Regions from separate parts of the Gossypium hirsutum genome. Here region 2 is linked to region 1. A link is a contact called in public Hi-C data. All regions are on one chromosome and are shown on one strand. The core of a region is the stretch at or near the end of the contact, and the rest is flanking DNA. Distances in the headings are between cores, read along the strand shown. Region 1 holds the start of LOC107892189 (prohibitin-3, mitochondrial). Region 2 holds the start of LOC107892181 (cytochrome c1-2, heme protein, mitochondrial).

Region 1 (7,603 bases), core at 2,906-5,405:
TTTAATCAGAGTACACCACAAAGGTGATCCGTACAAAGTATGCCCCAAAGGCGATTCATTCAGAGTATGCCACAAAGGCTGACAAGATGCCACATAGGCATCCTAAAATAGTCATGTTTACGATATGGATTTACTTAAACTCACAAAGAGTGAGATTTGCCCATCACCGCCCTTGGACATACAAAGAACCCTATTAGATAAATTGTCATTCAACATTTCTTTTTCAGAGTATGTCATAGCCATGAAATTTTTTCTTCAGAGTTTCATATCAGAGTTCGTGTTTATTGTCCCGACGAATTTTTTTATTTACCACCATGGTGACTCGACTCACCTTACAAACTCTACAAACCAAACACATCCCAGACCCAAGATTTCATAATTTCATAACACTCTTCATACGTGCAAGAGCCAGAGTAGAAACTCACCTGACTGATTCTTACCTTTCCATATTGAACTTTCATGCATACTTATCATTCAACTTCCTATTCCTAAAATACTTTGTACATATTATATTTTCACATGCAACATCTTTCTTATGTTTTACTCATTCATTAAATACTCAAAATTCATCACTATTTAAATTATTTACTGGCATTGTTCACATGTAAGATTCAAAGTAAAGACCCACCTGATTCACACTTACTGCAGTTTAAAACTCCAAATCCAGATATCCATCTCAAACCAGCAACAACCACTTCTTAGAAACAAAATTTCATTATTACCACTTTTGTACATACGAAAGACTTATCATATTAATCGTTGACAATCTCATACGGAAACCTTATACTTACAGTCTTACTGTTCGATCACCACATACAGATTTACTCATCCAAAACTTAACATGTAGAGCTAAAATGCTTACCCTGATACGAAATAACCTTTGATCATAAAAGAACCATAGCTTCTAGATCATCGATGTAAGATAATTCAAACTTAAGGTAGGTATCAGTAAATACCACTTAAGGAAGAGGAAGAAGAAAGAAAAACCCTTTCAGAACTCATCTCTCATATATAAATATGACTCCACTTAGTGGAATTTAACAAGTGTCATACGTTTCAAAACTTGTCTTCTTAATGGCATAGAGATTCTAAGCGAAATATAAATAAACACCTTCCAATCACAATTATCAAGCTAGACTAACTAGTTTATTTCTAACCAAATTACTTGGAATCTAACTAACACAGTATTCCATACAAACCAGGCATACTATACCTTTGGTGAATACTTATTCCATACTTACCCTTTTATCAATTAACAAGAACTTCTCTTTAATATAGCAGAATATCATGAAGTCAAATTGTTACAAACTCATATGGCAATTACTATACGCCAAAATAATCATTTGGACGGATAACACTTCGCCAAACAGACTATTTACTGCTATACGCCTAAAACTTTAGACTTGTCAGATCTGGGGTGTTACAACCAAAACCACCACGCTCTTCGCTCACCTATGCCATCACTTTGTAAGTCGCCACCAACATGTTTGTTGGGGTTTGAAAATTTTCTAGGTTTTGTGTTCTTGGGGATATTTATGGGTTTTTTTTTGTGATGTTAATTTTTTCCAGCTGATGGGTTTAATTTTTTTAAGGATTTTAGGTTTAAAGAATTTTTTATTTTCTTTTGTTTTTATTTTTTTTGGTGAAATAAAAACATTAGTTACATAAAGCAACCATTCGTTTTGTCTACTTGTAATAAATCTAAAAGATCCTTAGGAGCCTCATCAATAACTTGTAAGCTTGATTTCCAACTCAAACTGAGTTTAGCAAGACGATCTGCTACCAAATTTTGATTTCTTGGAATGTGCTTTATCCTCCACTCCCCTTCTGAATGCAAAATACGAAGAGTTCTTCGGAGCACAGTAATCCCTGAATCTTCCAAATCCATATCAGTCAAGATCTGAGCAACTTCAAGATTATCTGTCATAATAGTGATACGTTTATAGCCCTTATTAAGTAAAATGAGGATCCCATCAAGAATAGCCCAAACTTCAGCTTCGAACGGGGAGCACATGCCAAGGAATCGGTTAAAACCCACTATCCAATTTCCATCTCGGTCCCGAGCCACTCCTCCTGTTGCATTTGGTTAATAAATAATTTAATAAAAAATTAAAATCTAAAATTTGAAGTCGACTTTATTTACAAAAAAAAATTAAAGTTTCAAACTTGAACATAAATGTGAATGATAATATCATATATAATTTTCGTGTAACTGCAAAAAGAAATAGAAGAAAGAAGTGAAATATTTCTATCGTGATATTTCTATTAGATTTTGTCTTTGTGGGTTAGTTTGAAAAGGAGAGGGGAAGTGGTGGGGATTAGTTGCTGGTGGTTGGAAAATGAAGAAGAAAATGAAAAGGGTTTAAGAGATGTAATTTTGTTGGTGATTGGATGGTATTAAAGTGAGAAAATTTTAGAAGTTTTTGGCAGAAGAAAGATGAAAATGTGTAGAAGTAAGGCAGAAAAAGAAAATAAACATAAGAAAAGAAAAGAAAAAGGGAAGAGGAAAAATAATAATAATAAAAATTGGTACAAGAGGATATCACGACGCTCGATTGGCCATTGTCACAAAAAAATTTCTGACTACAAATTTAGGACAAGTTAAAATAATAATTTTATATTCCAAAATGATAATATCCCATATTCTTTGAACTACCCGAATTCATTTAATTCGTTATCTGAGAACCACCCTAGGAACCCATAGCTCTATCTCATTACTAACATATGTATCAATATTATTCAGCCAATACATAATAATTTAAACAAAAAAAACCCAACATTGAATTCATTAGTACAAGGTTCAACTTTTTTGTTTTTGTTCTCAACCACCCAAATAAGGAAAAAATGCAGATTTATTTATCTTTAGCTTTCTCTTCTTCCTTCATTTTCTTCTCCCACCTGCGTTTCTTATAAGCAAGCAACATCTCAGGCATTTTCTGCATCAAATTAGCAGTAATCTCCCTTCTCTCAGCAGCTATTCTGTCGCACTTGTGACCTTTCATCTTGCTTCTCATCTCTTTCTCCTCTGGATCGTACGACCAATCTTTGCCCGCTAGAAGCATTTCTTTTCAGAGTCTGGGTCGACGCCTAGCGCTGATGCCTAGAGGCTTCCAAGCTCCAAGTTCCCAATAGCCCATACTCCCTTTGATAACTCTACTTTATACTTAGCCAACTTTTCACGCCATGGGTATTGGTATTCTCCCACTGCCTTCACCACAGATTGTGCTGCTTTCCCAGCCATTCTTGAGTCCTATGAGCAAAGAATTTTGATTAAATTGAAATGTGTTGAGACTAGCCAACTTTGATTAATGTCTGAAAGCAAAAAATAGTAAAAGTGTCATGGAGCCGCTGTACTAGGAATTTAATCAACCCCAACAAAGAAACATCCATTCAGCAGAAAAATCAATCAACCCCAACAAAGAAGAAAAGAGGAAAAAGTGTTTCTTCTTCTTATGGGGTTTGAAGTAAAATGAAGAGAGATCAACTGGGTAGTGTATGAAAAAAGGAAATAGGAAATGAGTTTCCTCTGTTTGATTTCTAGGAGTTTAATGGCACAATATAAAAAGAAAGACAAGTAAAAGAAGTTACCTTTCTTGAGAGCTCGTAAAATTGAATCCTTACGCCTCCCTTTGTTGGATTCAAATTTGGGGGTTTTCGATTTTTCTGGATTGAAACTGAAACGAAAAGGGAATCCTTTTGGGCTAATCCGGGCTCATTGTTTAGCGCTTAAATAGGAAGCTAACCCACTTTAAAATCCGGCTTTATTTATGATTAGGCCTTTGAATTATACTATTTTCTCACTTTAATAAGAGAATTATTATTTTCATCCTATTTTATCTGAAAATTTATTAGCACCCAATAAGAATGTGTCAAGTAGCATGTATTTGGTAATTTAAGAACTAAAGTTGTACAAAAAGAAGTTTAGGTGTGAAATTGAAAAATTAATATTGGTAAAAGGCTAAACCGTAGCTTATGCTTATTTTAGTCCCTAAAGTAATTTTCTTTTTCTATTTTGATCTTTAAATGTTTTTTTGGCCCACTTCAATTCTTAACGTTAACACATGACTGAACCTATGAACTTATAATAACGTTAGGGACTAAAGTGAGAAAAACAGTATTTTTAGGGACTAAAATATGCATTAAGCCCCTCTCTATATAAATATATGTAGATAAACCCTAATAATAACCCCCACTTGCCCAAAAAAATCAAAAATCCCTGTCAACCGGCAGAAAGCAAATCAAACAAGGAATTCCAGAAAAATGGGAAGCAATCAAGCTGCAGTGTCTTTCTTAACCAACATCGCACGCGCAGCTTTTGGCCTCGGTGCCGCTGCAACTCTCCTCAATGCCTCCATGTACACCGTGGACGGTGGCGAAAGAGCTGTAATCTTTGATCGTTTAAGAGGAGTGTTGGACAAAACGGCCGAAGAAGGTACCCACTTTTTGGTCCCATGGCTGCAGAAGCCTTTCATCTATGATATCCGTATGAAGCCTCACACCTTCTCATCTATTTCCGGAACCAAGGATCTCCAGATGGTTAATCTCACTCTTCGAGTCCTTTCTAAACCTAAGGTAATCAAGAAAGCCTTTTTTTTTTATTCAAATTAAATGGGTTTTCTTTTACATATATGTATGAAGAACTAAATCTTGATTAGGCATGACTTTTTTGTATGTAATTATGAAATGGGTTAATGAAGGTTCTGGTTTTTGCTTTTTGCATTTTAAGAAAAGAAAAGGCTTTTTTGATGCTATGACCGGAGTTCTGATTCTACTAACATTGTAGTTTTGATCATGTATGTATGCTTGATGAATGCTACGGTTTAGTTTGTTATTTAAATATTAATGTTTGATTGGTTGTATTTTTGCGAAAAAGGTGGATAAGCTTCCTGAAATTTATCAACGCCTTGGTCTTGAGTACGATGAGAAAGTGCTTCCCTCCATTGGAAATGAGGTGTTGAAAGCTGTGGTTGCACAGTTCAATGCTGATCAGCTTCTCACCGAGCGTCCCCAAGTGTCTGCATTGGTCCGGAATTCACTGACACAGCGTGCGAGGGACTTTAACATTGAGCTAGCCGATGTAGCGATTACACACTTGTCATATGGTGCCGAATTCTCAAGAGCAGTGGAGCAAAAACAGGTGGCACAACAGGAGGCAGAGCGGTCGAGGTACGTTGTGGCAAAAGCTGATCAGGAAAGGAGGGCTGCTGTTATCCGAGCAGAAGGTGAAAGTGAGGCTGCGAAGTTAATTTCGGAAGCAACTCTGACTGCTGGTATGGGACTGATTGAGCTAAGGAGGATTGAGGCATCAAGGGAAATAGCTGGAACCCTTGCTAAGTCACCCAACGTGCAATATATTCCTGGTGGACAAAACATGCTTCTCGCTATGAATCCATCTAGGCCATGATGGTAATTTCCTTTTTCATTACCTATATATGTGTCATGGCATATACAGTTATTGTTACATCACTACTTATCATGCTCTCTCAATAATCTCTGTGTCAAACATTGCATGAATTTGCTGACTGAAAATGGATACTGGTGTTTATTTTCTGTTGTTATTACATAGTACTTGATTTAACTGTTACCGAGAGAATGAATTTTTTGAAGACTATATTTGCTTATCTGCGGTGAGGCTGTTTAGCAACTTGCTCTAGCTTTCATTAGGTCATATTTGTCTGCATCTGAATTGTTTCAACTAATTATGAAGTATGGTTCCTTTCAACATCCTCTTATTAATGCATTGTTCCTATTTTGATATTAGATGCCAAATGTCAGTTTCAGGGATGAATACATACAGAATGGAATACATACAGAATGGAGATTTCGAACCTTCCAAGTAAAGAACTGTTACAATTAACGAATGAAGGAAGTAATAGATTTAGAAAGGAAGCAACGTAAAATAAACCAAATTTGATACCTTGCTGCTAAGGCAAAATTTGCCTCTGCCAATCTATGAGTCTCTTCCTTATCGCGTATGGCATTGCCACTCCCTTTGGCAGCATCTACTAATTCAGAACTTAATTTGAAAGTGATACTTTGACTCAAATGTTTTTCGGGGTGCTGCTAATAACCAACGAATGGGAAGTGATTTTCCTTGTATGGATCCTATTTCAATGGGAACTTGATGTAGCTTAGAAGTACGAATGCCTACAGTCATCTGCTCTCCTCATAAGTTTATAATATGTAATCGGGTTTTAACATCATTTAGTATTTTTATTCTGTTTTGATTACATGGCTCATGCAATTATGATACCTTCATAGAAGGCTGTATGTGTAATTCTACAATTTGTAATTCAGGCCTTATGGTGAAGATCGACTATGATATTTCACTGCTGTTTTAATGGTTCTGCTTTTGTTTTCCCTTCTGGTTGTTGCAGGAGCTTATGACTTGGAACGAGGCTCGACTGGTTGTGAATTTACGTATTTTTATTGCATTATCATTGATGGGAACTTTGTGATGTTTGAAACCATCTTATGTCTAGGAAAAAGAAAATAAAGTTTGAAGGACCATGCTTAGCTTTAAGGTGTTTTTGATGTCCAGTTGGAGAACATATGCCTTTTAGAATTAGATTACTAGTAGAAATCAGTGATTTTAGAACTTTAAAGATGGTTTTGATGCTAAATATATGTCCACTTCTCATTGTTCCCAAAGTATTCCTTAATCTTACCATGTAAGGTTGCTTATTGATAATAAAATTCTTCGACGGTATCAGTTAATCATTGTTGTTCACTAGTGGATACTTAATGGTCTGTTGGCATAAATCTCACTGAAGCAATTTGCAAGACTAATAACCATAAATATATAAAAAGTACCTGTTTAGTTCTTTAGTACTTCTACATCCAGTGGGGGCGTAAGTTGGAAGGTGGGTCAAAGCTTGAATGAGATCATTTTTCATTTCTTGTACCGCCAATGTCCTCTTCCACGTCATATCCGAACGTTTGCTTTCTTTTTTTTGATTTTCTACGTAACCCAAACAGACCCTATGCATTTCCTATCTGACTTATATCATCATGCAAAGCTTGTAAGACCTCATCCGGTGGTGATTGAGGGATTTTCAGTCCCAGTGCCCGATAGCCTCACAGTCCAGTTCAATTGTAACAGCGAACGAATTCTTCGCTGTAGTAGGTTGCTATGGCCATCACACTTGGAGATCATCCGCACAATACTCGTATTATCAGATTCAATGGTTAGCTGCTTAATACTCAGCTCCCAAGCCATTCAAAATCCCTCGTATATGTCCCATAGCTCTGCATCAAAGGCTGAGCATTTCCCTATAATTTTGATGAAATCATTCACCCAATAGCCTCTATGTAACAATTCGATTTTTTTCGGTGATAACAAATGCGGTTTCGAAATTTTGTTTCTATAAATTGAGTTTGTAAGGATAAAATTAGAAGATGTACGGTATTAGTATGAAAATATATTAAAGATCGGTTAAGTAATTTAACAGAGAAAATCGTTAATTAAAACTCAGATTAAATTATAAAAGTTCAATCACTATTAAATTTTAAATTAGAAAATGTTTGAGGACTTAATTAGCAATTATCCAAAGAGCCTAAATAATTACGAAACCATGGTTTCTTGTACTATAGCGGATGATAA
Region 2 (7,603 bases), core at 3,827-6,326, 430 kb before region 1:
TGATGTAGGGATATTTTCATCGGCTAAACTGTTAACTCAACAGTTTAGCGTAAAGGACTTAGGAGAAGCTAACTTTGTTCTAGGTTTGGAACGTTATGTAGACAAGATATTGGAACATTATGTAATGATCAACTTAAAGAAGGGAACTAATCTTTCGTATTAGGCTTTCATCTTTCTTTGGAGGATTGTCCTAAGACAACGCAAGAAAGAGAATACATAAGAAAGATTCTTTATGCTTAGACAGTAGGAAGTCATATATATATTATGTTATTCACACATTTAGATATCTATTTCGCAGTAGAGCTAGTGAGTCAATATCAAGTGAATCCTAGTCCAAGACATTGGCAAACAATTAAAAATATACTCAAGTATTTATGGAGAACGAGGGATTATATGCTTGTGTATTTTGGAGGAAATCTTACTCTTATCGACTATATTGATTCTGACTTCCAAACATGTCGGGATTCGATGAAATCGACATCGAGCTATATCTTTGTCTTAGATAGCGAGTCCATGGTAGGGATGATAAAATATATTCGATTCGATTCAATTCGAATTCCATCTCACTCGACTTGATTCGAGAAAATTTCAAATCGTTAGGATGATAAAATATGATTCGTCAACTCGATTAACTCAAAATTTTTTCATTCGATTCGATTCGATTAGATTGAACGCTCACCCCTAGTCTAAGGTATGGAAAAGTGTCAAGCAAAGATGTACTGCTGACTCCACTATGGAAGCCGAATATGTGGCTACTCATGTTCCAAAATAATATTTATTTTGGGAAATAAAAAACAAATATTGAGTTGGATTAAATTAAATACTAGATCAAAAGTTTAGAAAACACATATAAAAGGACTCAATACAAGAGACGCCCAAACCTCTTCATGTTACATTAGAGGGGTGGCAATCCTAATGTTATTATATAGGGTGTGCTACCCCTCTCTCTCCTAATTGGACTAAAAGAGTGTTTTCTGTTAAATAAATATTATTTGTATTATTCTTATTCAATCAATATTCTCCAATCTCTCTTTATAAATAGACATTTCTGATAGAGGAAAATATACTTGATTCATATATTGTTATTCCGCAGAAAAATAGAGGGAATTTATTCCTAAGAATAAATTCTATTTTTCAAAATAACAAACTTTTCGGTTTAGAGAGAAAGAAATTACTTTCCCACAGAAAGTAATAATTTAGTTTTTATTCTGTGTTTGATTTGTGTTGCTCAAGCTCACACTAAGCACAAATTAAGATACGAGAATAATAGAGAAAGTCATTTAGTTGAAAGGCGAGAACGATTTAAGTTCAAAGTACACATATTTTTCAAAAAAAAAAAATATTACTATAAATATCCTAAACTGACTTGGGTTTCAAAATTTTTAAACTGAAAACCATTTTTTTAACTGAATTTTTCAACACATAAAAGCTTATGCCAAGCAACTCTCCTACTTATGCCTTAGCAACATCATAACAGTGGTTGCTTTAAAATTTAGCCAACCCAATTCCATCTAAGGAAGCACTATGCGTATAGAGGGTGTGCAATAGAAATTTTCTCAATTTTTAATGATTATTATAAACTTGGGTGGTATATAATATTTTGCTGTTGATAAGTGAAACTTTGGGCTTTACTTTGTAAAGAGAAAAGAAAATTGAAAGAAATGAAAAATTAAAGGGATAAAAAATTAAAAAGATTAAAATATATACCTTTTTCTATTACAAATGTGCTGGATAGAAAAGATAAAATTTTAAAAAAAATTACTGTTCTTTCCATCCATTATTTAGTAGAGATGAAAAATAAAAAAAATAAAAAAATAAAACATTTAAAAAATAAAAAATTTTAAACTAAAATAGACATCTCATATTCTAATTTAAAATGATTGATTTTTATACATTAGAATAAAAAATAATCATTTTTTCTATTTTTTTCCCTCTCATTTTTCTTTTCCAGTCAAACAAATTCAAAATTTATTTTCTTTCTTTTTTTTTCCTTCCTCCCATCCCTCTACTTTTCCATTCAACCAAACACACCAATTTTTACAAACTTATTATTCACAGTATAATGTGGTACACATGACGCTAACAAAATTTCTGATGTATTTGAAACAGCTATGATAACGTAAGCTTTGTATTCCTTGAAAGAACAGAGACGTAAATAATGTACAAACATGGTTAAGAATTAGATATTCAGTTTGGTTCTCCACATCTCTCCAATCACCTTCTTCGGTTGCGGATTATCTGGTCCTCTGTCTCGTTGTCCCGATGTAAAATACAAATGTCCGTCCCAGAAACCGGCTAAGGTTGTCTTCACACGGTAAGGAAGCTTTCCGATCACCGACCAAGTCTGCAATTAGCAAACTCATTGAGCATGTTTCAGTTGCTTCCATTGCCTTAAGAAAAGTCTCTTTTTTCAGACAAAGCACACACATACCAGTGAATCTAAATGAAACTGGAAAACTTCCCCGACCAGGATCATCCTTTTGGTCTCTGGATGTTTTTCTGTTGTGCCGCCTGTAATTATGATCGAATTGTTGACAGCTACCCAAGAACATTCTATGTGGGAGTTTGGTTTTGGCAGTGGAGGTAACACTTCCCATTTCTTCATTTCAGCATCTAGCATGTAAACATCCCCATATACAACCTAAAATAATGATGAAGCATTTCAGGTTATATAAGAAACCAGAGAATCCAACATGAAAAAACATGGCAGGTTAAAAAACATGTCTGAATAATGATCATCATGGCTTGCAATGAACCTATCCATTAACTAGCTATTTATATACCTCGTGTCTACGAGAACATTTGAAGATAGGTGATCCAGGTTTTGCCATAAAATCTCCCTCTTGACCGCCGATTACAAACAGTCGATCGTTTATCGCAACAGAAGCCCTGTCAAAACGATTAGTCACCGCGTAAATTAGTCAATCTTTATAGGCTAGAATCCTCAAGGTATTAACATTTCCAAAAGAGCAATAACAATACCTATGCGGTCCTCCACGAGGAATCGGGATCTCAGTCCGCCACTCTTTCTCCAATGCCTTGCATCTTTCACTGCTATACTCCAATGCTCCAATCCCGGTGTGTGGCGGTTCTCTTTGCTGCCTCCCATCACATGGAGTCTGCCTTTCCATAACTGAGTTGCTGGCGCATACCTGAAATTTTTTCAATGTTGAAAAAAAGTTAGTTCATTCGACATTTATCCAAGTTCAGTGTGGTTCATACAATCACATATCGGTGTCACATACCTTGGGGCTGGCAAAGGAGGCAAGCTTTGCCATTCCCTTGTTTGAGTATCAAGAACATAAGTACGAGATGTCGGGGCCCGACATTGGGGACCATATTGACCTGACACTACATATATGTATCTCCCATCACTTGCTACTCCTAGATGTGAATTCGCCATGTCTTTTGGTGTATCGAACTTGGCACACCATGTATTATCAGTGAAATTAAACACATCAACATGAGAGTGCACCTGTTGTTGAAAATCAAATAAACATCAATTACATTCATCCATTCAATCTAATCAACAATTTAAAACCAAAGTGTTCATAGATTGATAAACTTACATGGTCAAGGGTACCATATCCTGAAAGAACATAGAAAAGGTTGTTAATTTGTATAGCTGAACCATCAAGGCGTGGAACTGGTGCTGATGGCATTTGTTCCCATGCCAAATCTGGTGCTGGTAAATCCGCAAATGTTGCTGATAAAAATCTCTTCTTTTTCCCAATCTAAAATTTTACAAATAACATAGCAAAAAAAAAAATCTATCACCAAAAGAACAAATTTTTAAAGAGAGGGAAAGACAAAAAAAAGACAAAACCTTGTCGTCAACGTTGTGTTGTTGTTGTTGAGAAACAAAGATACGAGGTTTTTGAGACACCCAATTGGATGCAAACCTAAGATATGAAGAGCTAAAAGAAGAAGAAGATGCCCACAAGAGATCTACAATGCAAGCCAATCCCAAAAGACAAAAGAATAGAACAAATATAAATTTTGTGTAACTGTTGTTGCTCTTGCTTTGATGTTGATGGTGGTGAGGTAGATTTTTGCCCATTTTTCTTTTTGCAGGTTCATAAGAGTATTGCTCATCTCCATTTATTTATTAGAACGTAAAGGGAATACAGGGGTTGGAGGAGAAAAAAGAAAGACAGCTTGAGACAGCAGTAACTTTGAACTCTGCTCAAAATGTTGGGCGCCAATGGTTTTTCATTGCCTTTTGAAGTTCACTAATTCTTGGGTAAATTACATCTCATATCCTAAATTATGCTTCAAAATTTACATTAGTCCTAAACTATAATACTCAAAGTATCGGTTAGGTCCTTTTAGCATTTGGATAACTTGGGAATCGTATGCCACGAGTGTTTTAAAAATCAGGATAGTGGTTGAACGGTTTAAACTATGTTCAACATTCGATTTGATCAATCATATAAAAATAAATAATAAAAATATTCATAAAACATAAAAAATATATATAAAATCCGTTCAACTGATTCAAATTTTTGACTTTTTGTTCTGACTTCCAATTTTTTATTAGTTTTGAGCAGTTCATTTAGAGGTCGATTCAACTTCTATATTCAGACTAGTATATCAATCAATTCGGTTCAAATAACACTAAATATTACATAAAAACTATATTTTTTATTAGACTCATGCTTATTTAGCATCCAAATTAATAATTAGATTAACGAAAGAACCTAATTGATATGATACTAATATTTTAAAAACTCAATTCGAGCATTTTAAAATTTAGAACTTGTTTAAAACATGAATCATAACTTGAGGATGTACTGTGGAATTAATCCTTTAATTTTATGTGTCTTCCGAGGTTGAAAATTCAAGGGCAATCCTCGGCAGTTGTTTTCATGGTCGGTCGGTGGATGCAATGGGCTGTCTCTGCAAGGAAAAAAGGGGCCTGTCTGTTTTCTTTTTATTTATTTGTGGAGTCTCCTTTATGGGCTGGTTTTATTGCTGTCCACTACTTGGGTCTCATGTCACTGAAAAGACCAAACACAAGACCTGGCAGTTTTCAAGGCCATCCTAAAAGCCCAAAACCTTACTGTCTGTTGGTGGACACGCGACTCGACTAAATCTCAATCACTGTTTTTTTTTCCTACTATAATTTATGCTGTTTTCTCTTATACTTTCCGTTTTGTTCCTTTGGATCTGTGAGGCAGCCGCCGGTTCCTTTGACCACCACCACCGCCACCTCTCTGTGATCAACCTTCACTCTCTTTTTCAAGTTAGTTCTCTGTCTTATGCTCTCTTCACATCTTCTTTTAATCTTTGGGTTTATTATTTTTATTATTTTTTCCTCCATAGTTGTTGGATCTGCCCCCAGATCCTCTATGTTAGGGTTTTCAAGTTCCTCCTTTTTTCATTTTAAACTTTAACCTTTTTTTGGCTTCCTTATGCTATTCCTTTGATTGGGTTTACTGTTCTTTGTGTATTGTATGTTTATCCTTTGATTTTATGATTACCCACTTGTTTCAACACTGTTAAAGCTTTTCCTTTTTGTAGAATTTAATGATTATTTGACTGAAAAAAAGGAACCTTTATATGAATTCTCTTTTTAATCTCATTTTGTCCTTTTTTTTTAACATTTTAATTGTAAATATACATTTGCTTATTAAGTTTCAGCTGAACTTTTCAGGGAAATTAACTGAAATGGCTGGAGGATTAATCCACCAGGTTTTAAGGAGGAAATTTCAATCACAGTCTGCTGTAAGATTCTTTCCTAGTTTTCCTTCATTGATGTTAAACTTATACTTACCTATGGAATGAGGTCATGAAGACCATGCAATCTACATGGTTCTTACTGGATTTTCTTACATAATCTAGAAATATTTTGCTACATGGATTCTAGTATTTGTTGAATTGTAGCAAGTTTTCATTCATTGATCCTAGTTTTCTACTTTCCTCAAGATGAATTCTAACTTTTAAGGCAAGCTTTGTCCAATTGCGGTATGTTTTCATCCTATATTACTCTTACTTGGGTGCTAATGTCTGATATGCAAGTGTGCATTGAGATGGGTATGATCAGATTTTTTAAAGTTTTTCCATGTATTTGGAGTATCCTTGGATGTTTATCTTCATACTCAAGTGTCGGATACGAGTCTTGGACATGTGTACTTCATGAACAATGAAGAGTCAGAGCAAAAAAAGTTTTCATCTCTGAATAATAATGAAAAGTTTCTATAGGATTTAACCTGGAATGGTTTTCTCCCAGTTACCAATACTTGTTCTGTATTATTGCTCAGGTTCAAGCTTTATCATGGTTTTCATCAAGGAAAGTTAATGACGATGCGGGTTCTGCTGGTATGAGGACTGTTGCACTCCTTGGAGCTGGTGTTTCAGGTTTACTAGGTTTTGCAACAGTAGCATCTGCTGATGAGGCAGAACACGGTTTAGGAGTTGCAAATTATCCTTGGCCTCACGCAGGCATCCTCAGTTCATATGACCATGCTTCGTGAGTTTTATGCCTTTCCTTGCTCTTTTTTGTTATGTGCACAAAAATGAATAAACCTTACTTGGAAAGGAAAAACCTTGTATATCAGTCTCAACATCCAATTGGAGAATTGGAGAAATCTATTTAGAATTTTGCAATATAGTTGTAATATTAGGTTAGCCATTGCCACACATATATTTTACTTTTTGCTGCCAGTGTTAATGATGTGAGATTAATCTTGCATGATCAGGATTCGTCGCGGTCACCAGGTTTACCAGCAAGTGTGTGCATCCTGCCACTCTATGTCCCTAATATCATACCGTGATTTGGTTGGTGTTGCATATACGGAAGAGGAGACGAAGGCTATGGCAGCTGAGATTGAGGTGGTTGACGGTCCTAATGATGAGGGTGAGATGTTTACTCGTCCGGGTAAACTTAGTGACCGCTTTCCTCAGCCATATGCAAACGAACAAGCAGCTAGGTTTGCAAATGGAGGAGCTTATCCTCCAGATCTAAGTCTCATCACCAAAGTAATTCTCGCCTTGCTTTTTAGACCACCGTGGAAGTTATTGGTTATATATAACCTTAAGATATCATACTTGTTTATTTTTTCAGGCTCGTCATAATGGCCAGAACTATGTGTTTGCGCTTCTAACTGGTTACCGTGATCCTCCTGCTGGTGTTATGGTAAGTTCTGCTTTACACTATCTTCTGTGACATGAAATTTTGTTCTAATATCCAATGTTGGAAACATATAGCTTCGTTCAAAGATACTTTGTATTTATATATATTTTGCAATTGGGAGTATACAACGGAAGAGAGAATGTGGGTCTGAAGTTAGGATTAAGTTCTATAGCTCTTCAATTTGATCCATTTTAACTGCTGCTTTCCAATGTCTTGTCTTATGAAAACATACATTTTAAATGCAAGGCCAATGCCTTCCTTTTGCTGTAACCGTTCAGAATTTAACCTTTGATTTCCCCTGAATTGCAGTTCTTTTCGTTGTATAGCTTTTGTATGCATGCTTGTAGCACGTGCATGTACACTTTGCTGTTAATAGCTGGCTACAATTATCTAATCTCAACCGAATATTTTTGGTTGAGGCTCTAGAATAATACCTAAAGTCTTCAATTTTCAACTGTGTAGATTCGT

Evidence for each region. Hi-C and Micro-C count contacts between places; a contact is called where the count stands out from the background.
Region 2: a Hi-C map of leaf shows a contact between it and region 1, with 3 times the contacts expected there. The contact joins the promoter of LOC107892181 here to the promoter of LOC107892189 in region 1. A contact is called at or near these places in 12 of 34 Hi-C or Micro-C datasets (callus, hypocotyl, leaf and 2 more).

What each region holds. Positions count from the first base shown.
Region 1 is chrD09:11,385,686-11,393,288 of Gossypium_hirsutum_v2.1, reverse strand. LOC107892189 (prohibitin-3, mitochondrial) reads left to right here and starts at 4,155. Exons shown (of 3, transcript XM_016817202.2): 1 at 4,155-4,572; 2 at 4,874-5,406; 3 at 6,378-6,717. The coding sequence starts at 4,261. The coding sequence ends at 5,404. It also overlaps the pseudogene LOC107892190.
Region 2 is chrD09:11,815,823-11,823,425 of Gossypium_hirsutum_v2.1, reverse strand. It overlaps LOC107892181 (cytochrome c1-2, heme protein, mitochondrial), which reads left to right and starts at 5,076. Exons shown (of 8, transcript XM_016817191.2): 1 at 5,076-5,245; 2 at 5,644-5,727; 3 at 6,264-6,472; 4 at 6,702-6,981; 5 at 7,067-7,138; 6 at 7,598-7,603. The coding sequence starts at 5,129. It also overlaps the pseudogene LOC107893006.